Linked DNA regions of Hordeum vulgare: region 2 is linked to region 1. The links are chromatin contacts, called in public Hi-C maps. All regions are on one chromosome and are shown on one strand. The core of a region is the stretch at or near the end of the contact, and the rest is flanking DNA. Distances in the headings are between cores, read along the strand shown. Region 1 has its middle 140 kb from the start of LOC123444612. Region 2 has its middle 29 kb from the start of LOC123440370.

The links. Hi-C and Micro-C count contacts between places; a contact is called where the count stands out from the background.
Region 2: a Hi-C map of seedling shows a contact between it and region 1, with 3 times the contacts expected there. The contact joins two enhancer-like sites. A contact is called at or near these places in 2 of 6 Hi-C or Micro-C datasets (leaf and seedling).

What each region holds. Positions count from the first base shown.
Region 1 is chr3H:516,285,627-516,290,695 of MorexV3_pseudomolecules_assembly, forward strand. No RefSeq gene overlaps it. Among protein-coding and RNA genes, the nearest start is that of LOC123444612, 140 kb to the right of the region's middle. Within about 2 kb of position 2,140, at least 3 of the 3 cell types and tissues checked have open chromatin away from gene starts, as enhancers often do. A contact at or near this core is called in leaf and seedling, where this site is marked.
Region 2 is chr3H:516,630,961-516,636,143 of MorexV3_pseudomolecules_assembly, forward strand. No RefSeq gene overlaps it. Among protein-coding and RNA genes, the nearest start is that of LOC123440370, 29 kb to the right of the region's middle. Within about 2 kb of position 2,006, at least 3 of the 3 cell types and tissues checked have open chromatin away from gene starts, as enhancers often do. A contact at or near this core is called in leaf and seedling, where this site is marked.

The sequences.
Region 1 (5,069 bases), core at 890-3,389:
GTCCGGCGCTCGGACGTCAGGAGGGAGCCGGATTTCTGAGTTATAGAACTCAACTTCTACTGGTGCAGGCTTCCGGATTTCCGGGGCTTGGCCGGACGTCCGACCCTCGGATGTCCGGAGGGAGCCGGATTTCCGAGTTATATGACTTACAAACTTCTGGTGAAGGGCTGCGGATTTCCGAAGCCAGCCGGTCGTCCGGCCCTCGAAAGTCCGGAGGGAGCCGGATGTCCGAGGCAACAGACTTGTTTTGAACTGAGAACAGAGTGGAGAGTATGTGGTATTGGATATGAGAGTAAAGATGTGGTATGAGCAAGTTCATCGCAAAACCTGTGATCCCCTCTTAATAGTGCGGGATCCCTATACTCAATATCAGTAAACTCAAAAGACTAGTCTACATCATCTTATCTTAATCCCGAGCCTTCTCGAAATATAAATCCCCAATCTTTTCAGACAACCTTTGGCACATAATTCTCAATCTACTAAAGTACTTGCCATCCTGAGATACACTCAACAAATAGGATTAGTTTCCTATGTATGTGTTGTCATTAACACCAAAAGACGATTAGGGGCATAGCATGCACTTTCAGCTGGGCCCAGATTCGACCCGCCCCGGGCCCGATCCGGGCCGAGCAGCCATCGTCCGCGCCCCACGCAAGACCTGGGAGAGGATCTACCGAGTCTAACCGTAGCCGGAGCTCCCACGCCGCCCGACCCCGTCCACCTCGCATTGTCGACCAACTCCGGTCGAAGCCTCGCGGGCGACCCAGGCCATCGGCGTCGCTCGCCCCTTCTTCTTCCCTTTTATCTCTCTCCTGCCTCACCATCTTTTTTCTACCAGACACCACCATGGACGCCCGAGCTCCCAGCCGCATCTCTAGCACGTCGACGCTCAGATCCACGCTCCCTCGCCCAGATCCTGTTGTCATGGACCCATTCCCGCCGGATCCGCCCCAGGCGTCGTTGCTTCGCCGGAGTCCATCGCCGTTGTCTCCCTACCTCGGGCAGGAGGAAAGGGACGAGCTCCCGTTGGCCCCTCGCTCGCTGCCCCATCCGCTCGTGTGGGCCGTGCAACCCAAGCCGCAACGCCAGGCTGCCTCTCACAACATCAAGGCCCAACGTTTCAATTTTTTTGTGTGAAGTCAATACGTTTTATTATGGTTATCTATAAGTGGACTGCGAATTTACTGCTATCATATTAGTAGCCCAATGGCTAGAGCTTAAACCTTTTACCACATAGTCTAGTGTTCGATCCTAGATAAGCGCATCTTTGTTGTTTATCTTTTTTATTAATAAAACACAGAATTGTGGGGACCCTTTTAAGGGCTATTGTCCCACGCATTTAAGAACGGAAGGAGTAATTAAAATGGAAATATACACTGCACTCGTAAACATAATAAAAAGTGTTGATAATCTATTGAGGTATTTAACGTGCTTCATCAATCGAACTAGTCATTTTTCCTCTTCAAAGAGCATATAGGAAAACTACAGGAGTGTGAAGAATTTTCATTCACAATTGCAGCACATGTGCATGTGACAAATTGAGACGAGAAATGAGAAAAATAGGTGTAGACATGATACATGTAACAATTTCTTTTGTTGCAACGTACGAGCATTTATTCTAGTAATGATAAAACAACTAAACAAGGATGTCTTACATTCCAAATTTTAAAATACAACATCGGACAACAAGGTTTTTTAACCTACAAGATAAAGATAGAATTAAGCTTACTAGCAGAACATAATTTTCACGGTTTTAACGATGATACTTATTTTCAAACAGACGGGATAGTATGTATAACGGTATAAATTAAGATGCATTTGATTTTTCTTTCCTCGTTAAATAAAGTGAATAAAGTGTCATACGTACGAAAACGATACAAACTTTCGTACTTATTATGATGATGATGATGAAAACCGATAGTAGTACAAACTTAACATGCGCACAACATGTCACTCCTACGCAGCCGAGTAAAACGCTGTCTCAACTGCTCCGCCGTCTACGTCAAACTCGGAGCGATATACGACGAGACCGGCAGGCACGCCGGACCGCGTTCACGCTCACCGCTTACTACGCGGCAGCAGGCAGGTGGGGAGACCAAGTGGGGAGCGGGGCGCACGACTTGGACCCGGTAGCGCGACGTCCCGTCGACTTTGTCCCGCTCCGCACCGCCCGCCGTCTACCACAGTCCACAGCACGCCACCACCATCCCAATCCCAAAAGCAAGAAAAGAAAAGAAAAAAAGGCAAGCAAGCAGACAGGCGGATACGGGTACGTGCCGGCGTCGCCGGGCAATCCCCGTCCACGCCTCCACCTGGCGCGGCGCCGTTCGCGTGCGAGGGGACCGCGCACCACCCGACGACTGATTTGGAGAGGCGGCACGTAGAAGACGCGCCCGGTCCCCGTCGCCCCTCCTTTTCTTTTCGGCGGGTCGCCGTCGCCGGCCTCTTTTTTTCTCCCCCCCTGCCGTGCCGCCGCTCCAGCGGCGCCCTCTTTTTCCACGGCGTCGACGCGTCGGCCGGCTGCTGAGCGGCGGGCCTGCCCCAGGTGCGATAATTTATGGGCGCGGCGCTGTGTATGAAGGTGCTGCGTGACGATTTAATTAGCGTCACGTCCGGACGGACCCTAGTGCGTCGAGGCTGTCCTCGAGGGGAGGCGCGGGGCCACCGCCGGTCCAGCTCCACCTCTGCGCCATGAATTCCTTCTTCAATAATTGCGTCTCCAAAGTGGGGTGCATCCTGGCTGCACTGCTCGCAACAATTTGCTCCACGGACGCGGCCTCGTGTACCATGCCGTGCGCTCGTGCGGCAACGTAGTAGGCTGCAAGTTTCTTTTTTTTTATCGAGGCTGCAAGTGGACTGGCCAATTCTTTTTGGACTCGCGAATTGGATGACTCACGGCCTGTTTGGTTCATGACTAGCTTTGCCATAACTAACCTTAGGCAAAGTATGGCTGCTATAAAAAATGTGGCTAATAAAATGGACACCATAAGTGTGGCAAGATTTGTCAAAAATTGAGTGTATGACATGTGGACCATATAACTAGAAAATTGTGGCAAGCCACAAGTGTGATAATGAACCAAACACATGCCTAAGGTATTGTGGCATGACTAAGGTTAGACGTGGCAACGTTAGGCTGGGAACCAAACAGTCCCTGAATCTTCTGATAGAGACGAATTGAATGCTGTGTCATCTCATCAACAACCAGTTTCGACTTGTTCCTGTTTTTAAACACTTCTTAATACTCATCAGTTCCCGAATACACTTCTTTTTTAACACCTCTAACTTTTTTTGACTATAGAGATCTATATCAACATGTTTTAGTGTGTTTGTTTACTACTCCCTCCGTTCTTAAATATAAGTCTTTTAAGCGATTTCACTAAGAGTCTACATACGAAGCAAAATGATTGAATCTATACTCTAAAATATATCTATATACATCCGTATGTAGTTCAGTAGTGACATCTTTACAAAGACTTATATTTAGGAACGGAGGGATTATATGTTAGTCCGCAATGTGATCCATATTAAAATATTCAAACCATTTTATTATATTTATTTATGAAGGAAAGGAGTATGTCCAATATTAAAGACTCCAGGAGCTTCTCTCTTTGCCTTTATTTTTGTAGAAGTTATTAAATTTATTGATCATCAGGCTTATCTCTTCATTGATAATAAAGTTGTCATTTAAGGTAGCGGGAGTGTCATTTAAGGTAGCGGGAGTGTCATTAAATTTATTATGAAGCTCTTTTTTGTATTTGAGTGACATCTCATGAGCAACAATCCTTCCAATGACTTCTGATAGCTCGAGATCTTTGTAGTTTGTCATCATTTGGATCAATATGCACACGGTGTCGTACTTTTCATCGAAGGATCTAAGAATCTTTTTGATGCTGAATTTGTCGGTCATCTCTTCGCTTCCTAAGACACCAATCTCATTGGTGATGAGAGAAGCCTAGAATACATTTCCTCGACTCCTTTACCAACCTTCATCTTGACTTGTCAAGTTGACTTTGTAGCGCATCCAACTTAGATTTCCTCACGGATTTGGTACCTTCATGCATATCAATCAAAGTATCTCAAATTTCCTTGGCATTCTCAAGATGGCTAATCTTGTTGAACTCTTCGGGGGGCATAGGAAGTTGAATAAAATGTGGCATGCTTGAGTGTTGTATTGCAACATCTTGAATTCTTCCACGATCGCTTCACGATCCGGTTCCCTTCCATCACGAAAGAATTCACCTTGCAGTCCAACACGAACAACAACCCAAATGGCGGGGTTATGTCCAAGAATATGCATTTTCAGTTCATGCTTCCAACTAGCAAAGTTTGTACCATCAAAATATGGACCTCTACGGTGATAATTTCCCTCACTAGACGCCATACTCTCCTAGGTTGTGAAATCAATGCAATGGAGACTAAAGCTCTAGTACCACTTGTAGGATTCGAAGTGTGCCTAGAGGGGAGGTGATTAGACTACTTGACCAAATAAAAACTTAGTTGTTTTCCAATTTTAGTTGTGGGCAAGTTTTAACAATTAAGCAAGTCTAGCACACCCAACACATGCAAGTCTAAGGGTATATCACCGGGAAGTAAAGACATGCACATGTAAGTATAGGGTAGGGATAGGAAGATCAAACACAAAGATGACACAACATTTTTTGGCATGGTTCCGATAGGTGGTGCTATCGTATGTCCATGTTGATGGAGACTTCGGAGGGTAACGACTGCGAGAGTCCACAAAGAGCTTCACCCATGGAAGGATCCACGGAGAAGCTACCGTGTCTATTCCACCATGGCTTACGTCCACTAAGAACTAGCCTCACTCGGGGTAGATCTTCACGAAGTAGGCGATCTCCTTGCCCTTACAAACTTATTGATTCAACAACACACAAATTCCGAGGCTCCCAAGCGACACCTAACCAATCTAGGAGACACCACTCTCCAAAAGGTAATAGATGTGGTGGTATGATGAACTCCTTGCTCTTGTGCTTCAAAAGATAGTCTCCTCAACACCCAATCACTCTCTCACAGATTTGGCTTGGGTAGAAGAGATTGATTGGGTGGAAAGC
Region 2 (5,183 bases), core at 756-3,255, 350 kb after region 1:
ATGTCAATTTAATAATTAAGTGCATGACATTTTTATTATAAAAATCATCATTTCTTTAATCTATATCATGGTAAATATATTTTTCCTCGCACCGTTATTTAATTTTTCATGATTTTTGTTGCGAAAGAATATACATAGTATCACAATTTTAATATATTTTTATGTCTACTTAATTATTGAGTGCATGACATTTTTATTAAGGGCATGCCATTATTTACATATGGCATGTTAAATTCGTTTTTAATGGCATGGTTGTTTTAATTCTAAAACACCGCAATTTCCTTTTTGTGATCTTTGTTGCCAAAGAAAATACATAGTATCACACTTTTCATATTTTGTTTCATGTAAAATTAATTATTAAGAGCATGACATTTTTATTATTAAGAGCATGATAGTTTTTTTTTATTAAGGGCGTGTCATTATTTATCTATAGCATGTTAAATTTATTTTTAATGGCATGGTATTTTAATTTTTGAATCACGGAAATTTTCTTTGTGCTACTTTTTCTATTGACAAATAAAATACATAACATGAAATTTCATGTATTTTTATCATGGGATTTTTATTTGTCTTGATCATGCCAATATCATTTGCGTTTCTTGACATTTTTTAAATTTGAATCATTCTCATCATGCAATTTTGACATGTATAATTTTATATGATGGCATTTTTAGTTAAAAAAATCGCATGGCGACTAGCACATTCCAAAAAAGGGTCACCTTGCTTTATATTATAAAGCAACTTTCACTCATTACAGTGTAACATGTAACTGCTAGGACGGATATCACATCAAACCCAAAAGAAAAAGGAATAAATGCCAACAGCGACAACTCGATAAAGTAGTAAAGATCCGCCACCGCTGTGTCCTCTCGATTCGTCCCACCCTCATATTTGCTACAGATATTATTTATTTTCTTGTGTTTGTTTTTGTATTTTTAGTTAGTTGTATGTTACTCCCTTTATAAATTAATATAAAACCGTTTAAATAATTACTTTAGAGGTTTAAACGCTTTTATATTATTTTACGTATGGAGTACAACGCAAAAAGAATATGTTAATACGAATGGGCTTTTTATGGCCAATTGAGACTCAGATGCGTACAAGGGGAGGGGGGTTTCCCTTAGCAGATGATTTCATTCGCCGGAACGGGGCCTAGTCTCTTTTTTTCTGATAGGTTGTGCGTATATCTTAGAGTTTGCCGCTCCTTGTTCATTTGCTAACTCTATCCCGCGGATGATGCAAAACTAAGGAGTTGTTCGGTGATCCTCCAGCTCCCTGAAATCTAAGGATCTGCATAGCATCCTTTCCCCCGCTCCGTAAATTTTAGCTGCTTCACCAATTTCGAGAATGGAGTTGCGGAGTCGGAGGGCCTCCGAACAGGCCCTAAGGCTGGCCATAGTGGGGAATAACATAGTAGTAACATCACACATTACAATGCAAATTTGTTTATGTGGCAGTGAGTTAATGAGGAGAGAGGTGCTTGTGGTAACTAGCTATGTTACAGTAACATCACACATATCAATACAAAATGAGTCTATATCCTAATTAATATGACATCCCACAAATATTACTACCCACTATGGAGGTAGTAACATAGACCAGTAACATGTGCATGTTACTTGGCTAAGTTACTCCCCACTATGAGCAGCCTAAGAGTCGAAATAGTACCAAACATTTGTGGAGCTGAGAAATTTCACGAACTCGCGATACAAGCTCCGTGTTTCCCGCTTCGGGAAGGAGGAGACACTTACGTGAACGTCCTATTGGGCCAATGTTGACGGCGAATACGAGGGGGGCAGTCGTATCCAAGCGATGTAGGCCCAGCCCCAACGGCTGGACGCCGCGCCGGCCACGGATCCGGTCAAAGAACCGTCCGCGTCCGCGGCGCGGCGCCACCCACGGTTTTCCCACCACGTGCGGCACGGCCCGACCTGCTCCCATCGCCGCGACACGGCACCTCTGCTCCGGCCTCCATCAGGGGGGCCCACTCGCCCGGCCCAGACTCGCACACACACACGCGCGCGCAGGCGTACATCGTCTCACCCGTCCCATCCGTCCTTTGCGCGACAGTGCGTGTCCAGACTCGCGGCTTGATGAACGGCGCCATTCGATTCGATTCGATTCGCGTATGGATGGATAACCCTCTCCACCTCGCGTCGCTTCTCTCTGTATCTTTCTTTTTCTTTTTTTCTTTTTCGCAATATACTGTGCGTCGCCTTTCATTTATACGGCGGCCAAGATGCAGACAAAGGCTACACGGTGCGTGGCAGATTGGCAGGCGCCGCTTGGCACAGGAAACGGCAGAGTAGCTTTTTCCGGCGCAGCGATGAGGGAGAAGGGTGCATGCATGGAACTGGCGGGAGCGGCGGGGTGCGGACGCGCTCGTGGACCGTAGGACGTAGCCTTGTGGTCATATGACATCATGGCTATGGTCTTGGTCAGTCTGTTCCAGCGGCGCTGGTCGCATTGGGGGGCGGCCTGACCCGTACAGCAGGCTAGCGGAAAATCCGGGCATATAAAGAAGGTATCGTCCTCGGCCAACTCCAACGCGCATATTTCATCAGCGTTTATTTGGATCACGACTCAACGCATGTAAACGGATGGATCTGTGTTTTTCGTCTACCATGATCTACTTTCGATCTAAATTTGAGCGATGTTTCTTTACACAGACTTTTTATTATAGGGACTAAAAAAAGTTTTTTTAGTCTTATGTAAAATAAAACACGAGGGACTTTTAAAAGGATGGATTTATGTTTTCGTCTACCATGATCTACTTTCAATCTAAATTTGAGTCATGCGATGCTTTCCTTTATCCTCTTGCTAGCCCGTTTGTCGATGGCACATCGGTCATTCTCTCTTTCTTTCTTCACGCCCAATACCTTTCACCACTTTGTTTTTGTCGTCATCGTCAACTTTCACCTGCTTGAACCACCGGCGGAGGGCTTCGGTGGACAATGTATGACAGATGTCATACCTTAATTTTGGTTAAATAAAATTTATACATTCACATGTCTCGATCAATCTACAGCTTTGTTCGTGCACATCTAAAAAACGATGAAAGAGAGGTCGCTAGCCTGATGGGCCGATCCATCCAATTGGTGTATCAGGAACCGGTCGAGCTCGATTCGATCGAGCGCCCACGCGCACGCACACGCAACAAACTCCACATGCACACGCACAAGCGATTGAACCCTAAGCAGCTAGAGTAACGATGAGGGTTGGCCAAGTCACGAGGAAAAGGCGGGTGACTGGTGACGGGGTAGCCTACGGAGGCATCAGGCTGAGGGTTTAGAGCATCTATAGATGGACCTCTCCCTTATCACACAAAAGTGATCGAGATGGACGTTTCAAATGGGCCTCAAACACGTGGGCTCACTAGCATCCCTCATATACAACCCGAATATGGGGCGGATATGGGACGCCCGGGCGCATCCGCCACGTTGGACCCGGCCCACGCTGGCCCATCCAACTTGTATATATTCCTCCCATTCGCTCGTCGGATCAAACCCTAGCCACTTCACTCAACTCACCTCCACCCCCCTCCGTCACTTGATCTCATCTTAGACGATCTCCAACCTTCCCCGGCATAGCGGGCAGCGGATTTGACTGACTAGTCCGGATCCGTCGAATGGGGTGTTATCCTGTGTGGGTTGAAGTAGGCAATGGTCATCCGCATTTCACTCTGCCACTCCCGCGAGAACAACGCTCGGCTGAAGACGGAATTTGTGCGGCGCGACTCCATTGCTTTGGACATCCGGTGATCTTCGACAAACTTCGGCACACCTTAATTTTTTTCATCCTCCGCCTCTGGCTTGGACGATGCCCGGGCCACCGGGTGCATCCACCCACTCCCCACCTCAGAGCAACTCCAACCGCGCGACCCAAACGGACATGCGCTTTGTCCACGTTTTGTCCGTTTGGGTCGACTCGTCTGCCCTCTTTTGCAAATGATCGGCCATGTGCCCAACGCACCGACCCATTTTTGGTCCACATCGCACGCTTGCGGTCATTTTTTTATCGCTTTGATAAATATTAAATGTTCAAGATTAATAAATATTCAATACAAAACATCGCATATTTCTAAAATTACAAAAATATCTCGTAGTCGATACGTTTAATAGAAAAGGTTGCAAATGCATCTACTAGTTGCCGACATGAGTCCACATATACTCAACCAAATCATTTTGCAGCTGCATGTGAGTATTCCAATCATGCATCTTATGATGAAACTCAATGAATTGTGCAAACGTTGCCTCTCCTCCATGCTCACGCACAACATTGGCATCCTCAAACTCAAACCCTTGCTCACAGAGACGTTCTCGGAGTTCATCCTCTACGGTCATGTTGTAATGATCACACAAACTAACATCACCTCCCACAATTTTTTCGTGCTCCATGTTCTACCAGGATATAACGATGCCCCATCGAGATTGAAGAATGCCAAAAGTGTGCTCTACATATTTTCTAACACTCTCTTTCTCTTGAGCAAATCTTTTTTCTCTTCTCTTCTACAGGATTGGAGATTGTCTTCACAAGTGTGGATCACTGTGGATAGATATCGTTAGCTATATAGAATACATCCAGGGTCGGGCCGGTAAAATCTAGGGCCCTATGCGAAACTAAAAAATGGGGCCCTGTCTCACACAAAAAAACTAACGAGCAATTATAATGTACGTATATCTCGGAAAAAAATATAATGTATATAATATAAAGTCTTACATAACAATTGGACATATAAAAAAGTCATACCTATCATCCAACTCTCGGTTGCTATTTATTTGAACATCCTCGTTCTTTTAGTATCCTCTTCCTATTCGAAATTAACATCACACCTTATCCGATGAGAGGTATCTCATTCCGGTGAACAACTCTCTTATGGACAAACAAGATTAAAGCGTCAACCACACCTATGAGCGATGCTGCCTGACCCAGAAGCTTCGTCCATTCATCGACAACCTAAGCGACAACCATGATGCGGTCAACCTAGGCGCTACCGATCCTAAACGGTCCTAGCAGAGCAGGGGAGGGGATAGCTTACCACCTTTCGGTCAGGGAAGACATGTTGGAGACGAGGATGGCCTTGCGGGGTTGAGGAAGGGGAGAAGCAGCTGCCTGTGCCGGAGAGTGTTGTTGCTGCCACGAACGTGTTGGAAATATGCCCTTGAAGCAATAATAAAATGGTT